Linked DNA regions of Ovis aries: region 2 is linked to region 1. The links are chromatin contacts, called in public Hi-C maps. All regions are on one chromosome and are shown on one strand. Each heading gives the region's core, a stretch centred on a gene start, on an enhancer-like site or on the middle of the called end of the contact. The rest is flanking DNA. Distances are from core to core; before and after follow the strand shown.

Region 1 (5,052 bases), core at 403-2,902:
AAAATGTAGGTCGAAATAGTTCTCCAAGTTTGATATTTTGATAGCAGTGTGATTTTAAAAAGATAATCTTCTTTTTAAAAGTCAAGAAAAGAGCAGAGACTGAGGTATGCACAGGCGAGGTGGGGAGGTGGCATGGAGGGAGCAGCAGAAAGAATTAGGAGAGCAGGGCGCAGCTCTAGAAACGGTACCTGTCCCAGAGTGGGTCGGCAGCCGCTGTCGCTTCGTACAGCGCTCCTGGAAAGCTCATCTACAAATTTCGAGATGGGCCAACGGTGGCAAGACTCCTGAGGATGGAGCCAGGACAGAGAGGATTCTGCTCTCGGTTTGGAGCGAGAAGACGGCCCTTATGGGGAACATGGTGTCTCCTTCCAGGGCTGTAAGCCTCTGCACTCGCTCCCTTGGGTCCCTACTCAGTCAGCCCCAGCCTTGGGCACATAGAGTTGGGGTCGGCCCGGCTGCCCGAAGACCTGCATTGCAGCGTGGTCCACCCAGGACCCAGGAAGCGAGTTTCCTGGGTCGGGGAGGGAGGATCGCAGGCTCCTGCCCCCACGCGCGTTGCCTCCACCGCAAACTCCGTCTGACTCAGCCTGTTTCACTTCTGACCTGCTGCCCTCCAGGACCGGCTGGGGTCGGCGAGGTGGGCGGTGTCGCGGGTGGGGGTGATCGTGGGATGCTCCTGGGCAGTTGGGAGCGCCGGGACCCCGAGGCCGGACGGTTACCGCGCTCGCCCGAGGGAAGGGGGGCGGCGGCAGGTCACGCCTCCAGCGCTGCGGCGCACGCGCCCGCCCCAAGCATGCGAACCGGCGGCCCGGGTCTCTCTGGGGCACACGCACGGGCGCACACCGCTCGGTCCGGGGGCTTCCATCCCTGTCCGCCTGGTGCCGGCGAACAGTCTCCCCGAGAGCGCACGCCTCCCGGCCGCTGGCTCGCCGCTGGCTGACCAGTCCCCCTTTGGAGTTCAAAATTCCCGCCGCTCCACTTGCACGACACCGTCTCCCTCGTTTGTTTTTTGTTTTGTTTTTTAAACTTTCACTTCATTAAGTTATATTGATCCTAACCTCTTATCGCTGATGTCCCTCCCAGGGGAATGTAACGAGAATCCCGGGCGCCAGCGCTGCGATCCCCAGCGCCTGCCCGCCCCTCGCCCACGGGAAACGCCCCGGGGCGGGGCGGGAGGACCCGGGTCGGCGGCGGGTGGGGCCCGGCGGAGCTGCCTCCCGCGCAGGGGAGCCCCGGGGCTCGCCTCAGCCCTGCAGCTTCTGCCCTCCGGGCACCTGCCAGGCGAGTCCGCGGAGCGGCGGCCGGCGGGCGATGGAGACTGGGAGCCACCGGGCGAGAGGAGGCGGGGTGGGGGAGGCGGGGAAAGCGCGGGGGCGGAGGCTGGCAGGGGGCGCCGGAGGCAGGAGCCGCCCGTGCACTCCTCGCGCCCGAGGGTGCAGGAGGCTCTGAAACCTCGGCCGCGCTGCGAGCCTCTAGGGCTCGGGCGGCGGCGGGGAGGTGGAAGGGGGGCGCTGCCGCCGCCGGGGGGCGTCGCCGGCCTCGGCCCCTTTGTTCTCGCGCGCTCCCCCTGGCCGCCCACTCCCCTGCTGTCGTGCGGCGGCGGCTCCTCCCGCCGAGGCAGTCGGGCTCGGCGCCGGGGGCGGGAGGGGGCGGGGGGAGCGCGCCCGCCGCCTGGAGTGGGGGGCGATGGCGAAGCTCCGGGTGGCTTACGAGTACACGGAAGCCGAGGACAAGAGCATCCGGCTCGGCTTGTTTCTCATCATCTCCGGCGTCGTGTCGCTCTTTATCTTCGGCTTCTGCTGGCTCAGTCCCGCGCTGCAGGATCTGCAAGCCACGGCAGCCAACTGCACGGTGCTGTCGGTGCAGCAGATCGGAGAGGTGTTCGAGTGCACCTTCACCTGTGGCGCCGACTGCAGGGGCACCTCGCAGTACCCCTGCGTCCAGGTCTACGTGAACAACTCCGAGTCCAACTCCAGGGCGCTGCTGCACAGCGACGAGCACCAGCTCCTGACCAACCCCAAGGTAAGGACGCCCCAGGAGGATTGCCTCGCTCCTACGGAGATGCTGGGGTTTGGGGGAGGATCAGTGTTAAACCCTGCGCGGGGTGGCCCGGAGTATGCAGACGTTACCAGGAGGCGACAAGGCGTCGCGGACTATGCTTAAACCGGGTGTAAGTACACAGCGGAGCCCGGGGCCCCCCGGTCCTTCAGGAGGGTTTGTGTGCAGCGACCTGTGATACCCGGAGGCTTTCTTTACACACCTGTCTTGCCTGGTCTCAGATTCTGAGGCCTTGGCCCAGCTTCGGTTCGGGCCCTACCGGACGGGCTTTGCAGAGATGCGAGGAGCCGAAAGTTAACTTTTCCTCAGATTAAATCCAGTGCGTAGCGGGGATACCACCAACTCCGGCGCATGGTCAAGGTCCGAGCTCCCATTGGCCGCGTCCAGAACTCGCATTTGGAGGTTGCAGGGGGTTCTTTAGCCCTTTGAGAGGTGTTAGAGGTTTCCTTACCTTTTCACTCTAGACAGATGTTTTTAACTTGGGGTACAAAGATGAACTTTCGTGGGTGGACAAACGACGTGGAATCAAATGCGAAATTCTGTGGAGATCCATCTTGGGCGGGTACTGTGGACTCCTAATTGTCACGAAATAGATTCTCAGAAGCGTCTAGAGGAAGCCTAGGTTCTCCGTGTGTCTAAGAACAATTGGGAGCCATCTGGGGAACGGTAAAACTTTCTGAAAATAGAAAAGCCTCCGTGAAATGTACCGAATATGCCTGCCTTGGCAACTTTTTCCGTTCTCGCAAGCAAAAAAGAAAAAAAAAACCTGGTTAGGACTCGAGGGATGGAAAGCAGAGAAAGGGAGACTCAGAAGACCGTTCCCAGTGGAGAAAAAACTTATAAAAAGCAGTGTCCTCAGTCTGTGAACTAGTTGAGCTTTGTAGTACACCTGCTTTTGCAAGAAGGCTTTTCTTTCTTTTGTTTTTTTCTTCTCTTGGCCTTTTTTCACTCTTCTGATTACTTAACTATCAAAGAAAAGGTATGTATCTTCTTTAAAGTTACTGACATCTTCCCAGTTTGTTAGAGCAGTGCTTGAAGATCAAGAAAACTGTCCAAAAGGGAATGAGTCTTGTGTACACAGGAAAACTTTCCTTGCATGTGACAGGATATAATTAGAACAATCCGAAAGAAGAATCCTATATCAATATTTTTAAAGTATTTAAAAATAAGCTTATCATTTCTCTGCAGCAAAACTCCCGTTCTTGTCTCCTAAATAGTTAATTCTTGAATTTGGGACATTTTTAAAAGAGAATTCCTTTAAAAAAAAAAAAGAAAAGAAAGAATGACTTCTCTTAAAAAAAAAGTGCTCTTGCTGACAAAGGAAGAGTATCTTAAAAATGAAGATAATAAATGAGTAGTAAGTATAGAAATACAGAATTTAGAGTATAAACTTCAAAGTCTCAAAGAAGCAATCAGATCTCAAAGACAGATGTTTTAAGTTAGGCAGCTCAGTGCTCAGTAATTTCAAAACAAATTGCAAGGCTTTAGGAATGTCACTTTTTTTTTTTTTCAAGATTAAGCCATTAATATAAAAGAAAGGTGTAGAGCAGTAGTAGTGATTTAGAAATTATATGGTAGTTTAACATTTAGAAGGTATTATATTTGGTGAAACATTGCGATTAGTTTAAGATTGTGGCTCAGGCACTAATAAATTATATACACATATTCCACTAAGTAGCTAATACCTAATCAAGACTTCAAGAAGATAGAATTTACTATACAAAGAATGCTTCACAGTTTCCAGGTAATTTTGTAGAATTTGACTGAAAAAGTAAATTTGAATCATTAGGACATAGATTATTAGGACATAGGTTGCCCACTCCAGTGTTCTTGCTTGGAGAATCCCAGGGACGGGGGAGCCTGGTGGGCTGCCGTCTATGGGGTCGCACAGAGTCGGACACGACTGAAGTGACTTAGCAGTAGCAGTAGCAGTAGCAGTAGCAGCAGCAGGACATAGATTTCTAAATCACTTGGAAAGAGTGGTAATGGCTTATATGAAATCCTAAGATTTGATCTCTTTTTGTTGCAAATAAGCAGTTTCCTTCCTGTGCCAGTTTGGATCCTGGCAATGATTACTTTGAAGAAATATCTGAACAAAATAAGATTTTTTTTAAAGTAAAGCATTAAAGAAATGACAGAACTGGAGAAAGATACATTAATGTTACAGAAAATGATCCCATTCGATTTAGTCAAGTTTTCCTCAGCCAAAGCAGTATATGTCTCTTTATCCAAATTATGATTGCATTGGACCATTTATAGAACATTAGACATGTTCTTTTGGAGTCACCTTTCCACTTTTGAGCAATGAGATGCTCAGTTTGGAAATTCTGGTAAGCAATTAGTGATGGAAAAATTCAGTGTAACCAAAATATTGTGCCAGAGCCCATCACATGAGCAGAATGTTTCCACCGTGCCCTTGCAGTTAAGCAGTACCCACCACCAAGGGCTGTTGCATCTTGGCTACCCAGGACTTACCTCTTTATTGAAGGTCTGGGTTCCGCATCCATTCTCTTTGCAGAATGTCTAGATTCCCTACAATGTATTAGATCCTGATCACCTCCAACCTTCTCTGCTTTATGACCCACTGCAGCAAGAAGCCATTTGGGAGATCTCTTCTTAGAAAAAGAGAACAAGGGCTTTCTCCTCTCCCACAAGTTTACCACATTAGTTATAGTAAAAAGCAGGGAAGGGGAAAGAATAATGCAAATATATAACTTCTTATGCTGCAGACTACTAAAGAGATAGTGTGAATAAATTTGACCTTTGACTAGTAATTTCTTTAAAATATCTTTAAGTCCTATTCAACTTATGTTTTGAAACATGTCCTAGTTTCCAAAGCAGAAATTATATCCAGTCATGTAATGTAGTTCAGTTCAGTTGTTCAGTTGTATCTGACTCTTTGCAACCTCATGGACTGCAGCATGCCAGGCTTTCCTGTCCAAGCTTACTCAAACTCATGTCCATCGTGTCCATGATCCATCCAACCATCTCATC
Region 2 (5,182 bases), core at 842-3,341, 140 kb before region 1:
AAACCCTCAAGTTAGACCTGTCTCCTTTTGTAAGTGATTTCTTCAATTTCACCCAAAGTTTATACAATTTAAAACTTGTGCTTTGAGTAAACATGAGATGATACAAATAAGGGTCATTTTTTGGCTTCAACAAAGTCCTATGCACATGTGTATATGTGCACGCACATGCTCTTTACTGGGCTTCCCTGGTGGCTCAGGGATAGAGAATCAGCCTGCCCATTTAGGAGATGTGGATTCAATCCCTGAGTCAGGAAGATCCCCTGGAGAAGAAAATGGGAACCCACTCCAATATTCCTTCCTGGGAAATCCCAGGGACAGAGAAGCCTGTCCGTGGGATCACAAAAGGGTCAGATATGACTTGGCAACTAGACAACATTTGCTATATAAATCAAACTGATATTTGATGTTACCATACACATATCCATCCAACTTTTCTCATTTTATCTTACAATTCCAAATATCAGTTAGACTTTCAATTTATTAATAGCTAAATTAAAAAGCTCAGTAATACACAGATATATGTATTAATATGTACTTAAAGGTATTTAATCTTTTAACACACCATCTTACAAAGTTGAAGAGAAAGATGAAGAGGCAGGAAGGAACTGTTGGGGGAAAGGGAGGAAAAAGGGAGGGAAGGACATAAGAAGATTTGCTCCTTCTTGAATTTTCCCAAAGTAAAAAAGAACACAATGAAGCAGAATGTTTAATAAAACGAACAACCAGGCAAACATTTTCTACTGGCTACATCAGCATCACCTAAGAGTTTAAATAAATTCACACAGGATCTACTAATTCATGGAAATACTTGGTAACTTATGAACATAGAAGTCATCTATAATTTAACAGTACGCTTATTTTTCCTGCTATTTTTGACTGACAGATGTCCTTTTCCCTTCAGTTATAAATTTGAAATTGGATTACAGTCAGTTTTTGGAAGGATGATTTTATAAAAGAAACAAAACAAGGGAAGTAGAAACTTTATTTACCCCAAATAAAGTGTACTTTACATTAGTAAATTCTATAACTCAACTAGAAAGGAAGTAACAATTTTCACTTTATGAAACTATACGATTCCTAATACAGATGCAAATGCTCTTTTTCAGGCCCAAAAATATCAAGCAAGAGGGAAGAGTTGAGCAATATACAAACGAATAGAGAGAGAGTTATTATTTCAAAGAAAACTAATTTTACTTTGAGCAACAATTATTTTTCTGGGAAGCAGAGACTCTGCTGAAGTTTCCAAAAAAGCCATCGTAATTTCAGATGGTCTCGCTGATAGCCCAGGCAGTCACTCCAGCTTACGTGGGCATTGGGGAGTGAGAATGAGAAAATGCTATTAGTCTGACTCAGGAAAGCTCAACCAACAGAGTTTCAAAAACCTGCCCCCTCCCTCAATACGCTCCCTCCCAAAAAGTTAAAATAATAATAAAATAGGAAGCGTGACGAGTTAAAATACCAACGGTTTCGGCTGACGATCACTCACTTCTCAGAAAGTGATGGTGACGTGCTGCTGGTCCCTGGAAGTGCGCGCACAAGCACCGGAGGGTTCGGGGTCTGAAGGAAGAAAACTGGACAGCGATCAGATGCGTTTCAGGGAGCAGAGGGAGGGAGGGCCGGTACTAGGCAGACGACGGGGGTAGAGGGGTGGGGGATGAAGTGCTGAACACAAACACAAACACGTTCCGAGTCCCCGGGAAGGGCGGACCGACGCCACCTCACCATTCCCCGCCCCTGGACCCCGCGATCCTTCCCGGACCTAGGGCCCGTGGCCCGCGCGAAGCAACCTGGACCCAGGGGAGCCTAGCGGCAGCAGAGTTCCTACTCGCTGTAACGACTGCGGAGTAGCTACGAGCCTCCCGGTGAGTCGGTGAGAGAGAAGGTGGGGGCCGCGAGGAGGAAAGCGAGGTACTGAAGGGCCCCTCCGAGTACCCTCTCCAACGCGTGAGAAACAGACTACCCAACCCCAACTCTGTCCGGTCCACAGTCGCCGCTCCCCTCTTCCGCCGCCGCCGCCTGGAGGGAAGTCGGAACGGCGGGGGTCACGGCGGGGGTCAGAGGGTAAAGGTCTTGCTCCCAGCAGCCTCCGCGGTGGATACGTCGCCATCTTGGATCCGCGGGACAAGAAAATTCATGCGGTGAGTTTTTGGCAAATTTTCGGAAGTCTGGCAGCGGGGCGCGCGGCGGGAGCGGCGGATTCGGGGCCCTCGCAAGGCGGGGGAATGCCTCGGGGCCGGGCCGGTCGCGCCCGGGGTCCGCGGGCAGCGTCCCGGCCCGCCGCTTCCCGTTGCTTTTGTCTCGGCTCCAATCGAGAGAGGGAGAGCGGAGCGGGCGGGGAAGGGGGGGTGGTGGCGGTGGAGGGAGGGAGGGGGTGTGTATAGGGAGGGTGGTGGACGGGACGTAAAGCGTCGCTGTAGTCGGGTAGCTGCAGCGGCAGTTCTGGATCCTAGGCCCTGTCCCTTCGGCTGGCGCTGGGGCTTCCCCCAGACTCCTCTCCCCCGGGCTCCCGCCAGCACGGAGAAGCCTCCGCCGCGCTGCTTCTTGGGGAAGAAGAGAAGGCGACAGCGGCGGTGGCCAAGGACCCCGGGCCCGCTTTAGACGGCGCTGCCGCCTTCCCAGCAGTTGCCCCGGTCTTTGGCATTTCACATTCTCAATACACGTACATCATCTGCAACTTGTCTGTTTCTGTGTATGTATATGTGAAAGATGGGGGATCCTGGACTGGCTAACGGGTCTCAGGAGCTGCCAGGCCCTGGGGTACCGAAGGCTGTGTATGGTGGAAGGAGGAGTGCAACTGTGATGCTTCCTCTGCTTCCGCACCCGGAGGGTGAAGCTTCCGTAGTCTGGTAGTGACTGAGTCCGGAGAGTCCTGGGGCGGCGGAGGAACCCGAAACGCCTCGGTCTGTGAAGTTGCGAGCCCTAGGTTTCTACTTCCGCCGGGGCCTCTCCACCTTTTGCTGTCTTGAGTCTAACTGAAAAGTTCACGGAAGAAGTGAGTAGGGTTAAAACTTAGTTCAGGCTCTTGTCCGTTTAGGAGAAAAAGCCTCTAACTCTTGGTAACTGTGGTCCTTAGCGAATATGAGGTTTTTTGTTTTTGTTTTTAATGAGAACATTTCCAAGGTCTTAAGTTTGCATTTCTTTCAGGCCCTGTGGGTACGATATTACAACCATAAAAGTCTTACATACGGGTGCCACCCTCTTGAGAGGAACCTAAGCATCAACTCTCTTAGAATCTGAGCAGATGCCTTCAGTTTTTAACATCCAGAAGACGGAATGCAATACATTTTGTTTCATAAAACTCTTGGTCAGAGAATTCTATTCCTTTCTTAATCTTCTAGTCGTTTTCTAATAATTAAATACATTGATAGCAACCCTTGGATTCTTGGTGAAATGGTAGGAAGCACCTAGTTAGAATCTGTCACGAGGGAGGCCTTGCTTGAATTTAGAGTTCAAAGCTGAACAAATTTTCTGTCATGCTTGATATTAGGAATTTCTAGACCTCTGGAATCGTTAAGTGCAGCTTTATTTGCCCCTTAAAACAACTTAAGTGGAAGTAATAAATACGGAGGCAGGGGATAGAAATTTGAAAATATTTGTTTACATACTGGGTTTATGTTGTTTGTAAATACTTAGTATATTTGACAAGTTCTCAAACGTGTTACCAGTGAACACGTCTCTCTTGCAACTTTGGAAGATAACTTTGTCCTAGGTGTAAGGAGTTGGTTAAGAATCGCAGTGGTCTGAAATGACTAAATGGCTACATTCAGACAGTTTGATGTGTACATTCAGATCTCTTTTCCTGAAATACTCCTTAGTAGATCAAGATCTTTAGTTAACTTTGTCGTGTTGAACATCTCTTCAGTTTGTAGTTCTTGTGTAATATTAAACCTAAAGGAAAAATACAAGATACATGTAAAAAGAAGAGAACTTGTGTTCCACTTGTTTCTTGACCTTTTAAGATCCTCATTTAATTTTAAAAAGGTTCTTTTCTCTCATTTTTTCCCCTGCTTGAGGGCTTGAAGTCCAGTGACTTCTGTGATTACTTTGTATTTTAGATAGAAATTGAGAAACTCACATTTTGGCATCTTGATTAATGCTGCAACAATAAAAATACTGTGAGCATCGTTTTTTGGCAGAACCCTTTTATTATAAGTATACTGTATAAAGATATCTGTAACCTAATCTGATACTCTTGGGGAATTAGAATTGCTTATATATTTAACCAACCAACAGATACAGCCTTTTAAAGATTTTTAGTTTCTGAAATACTTTAGTTTTAAAGTAAATTTTTGTGGCAGAAAAATGAGAGCATAATGCATGAGTGATTCATGTTCCCTTCCATTTCGAATTACTTGATCTTGAAGATAAAATAAACTTCAGAATGATATTCCTCCCCGAGACCTAGTTACTTATGTTTTTACTTAATAACTTTAGATGTTTAATTTACTCTTTGATTTCTCAGAGATACTTCACAGTTAGTTATAATCTGAAAATTCTTTGTTCAAAAGTAATTACTTAGATTTATGAGTAGATTTTATTAGAAGTGCTTCTAACCCAGTTGTTTTGGTTTTTAATCTTTTCAGTAGATACTGGTATTAAAAGTATTTGTATTTTGAAAGACCTTTGCAAAGTCTTTTGCAACCTCTGGGAAATGATAGGTTTACCTTTTCATTCACAAATATGCTTCATAAGATTTTCTAATAATGTGCGAAAAGAAAAAGTATGCTTCATGTTTACATATGAAATAATACTAGACGTTACTAGATTGATAAAAATAAGTCAACTTTTTTTTTTTTTTTGGCTTGTTAAAAGCAGTGTTAAACAGTATTTTTTAATTGTCTTAACATTTTTAACTGTAGAAAGTTCATTCTGTTATAATTACATATTTAAAAGCAAACTGTCCATGTACTTGCTTATTAGGCATGAGAACAACTTATGCAAATAGTGATACAATGTTAGGAAAAGATACTACTAAGATTTTATTTGTTACTTAGACATCTAGTAGATGTTGTGACACAAAGAAGCAAAAGAAGCCAAGGTTCCAGGTAGGGCCTCTTTAGAGGCAGAGTTAAACTGAGTTGCACTGTAATGTTGGAATAGAATCACACACACTACTGATATCATAGTATTGATAACAAAGGAATCATTTTGGTTGATGATAGGTGTGATTGTTCTTCCTTTA

Evidence for each region. Hi-C and Micro-C count contacts between places; a contact is called where the count stands out from the background.
Region 2: a contact with region 1 is called in a Hi-C map of skin fibroblasts, with 2.0 times the contacts expected there. The contact joins the promoter of CNOT2 here to the promoter of KCNMB4 in region 1. A contact is called at or near these places in 2 of 16 Hi-C or Micro-C datasets (blood and skin fibroblasts).

What each region holds. Positions count from the first base shown.
Region 1 is chr3:149,415,992-149,421,043 of ARS-UI_Ramb_v3.0, reverse strand. It overlaps KCNMB4 (potassium calcium-activated channel subfamily M regulatory beta subunit 4), which reads left to right and starts at 1,652. Exons shown (of 4, transcript XM_042246913.2): 1 at 1,652-2,022. The coding sequence starts at 1,687.
Region 2 is chr3:149,556,019-149,561,200 of ARS-UI_Ramb_v3.0, reverse strand. CNOT2 (CCR4-NOT transcription complex subunit 2) reads left to right here and starts at 2,091. Exons shown (of 17, transcript XM_042246920.1): 1 at 2,091-2,138.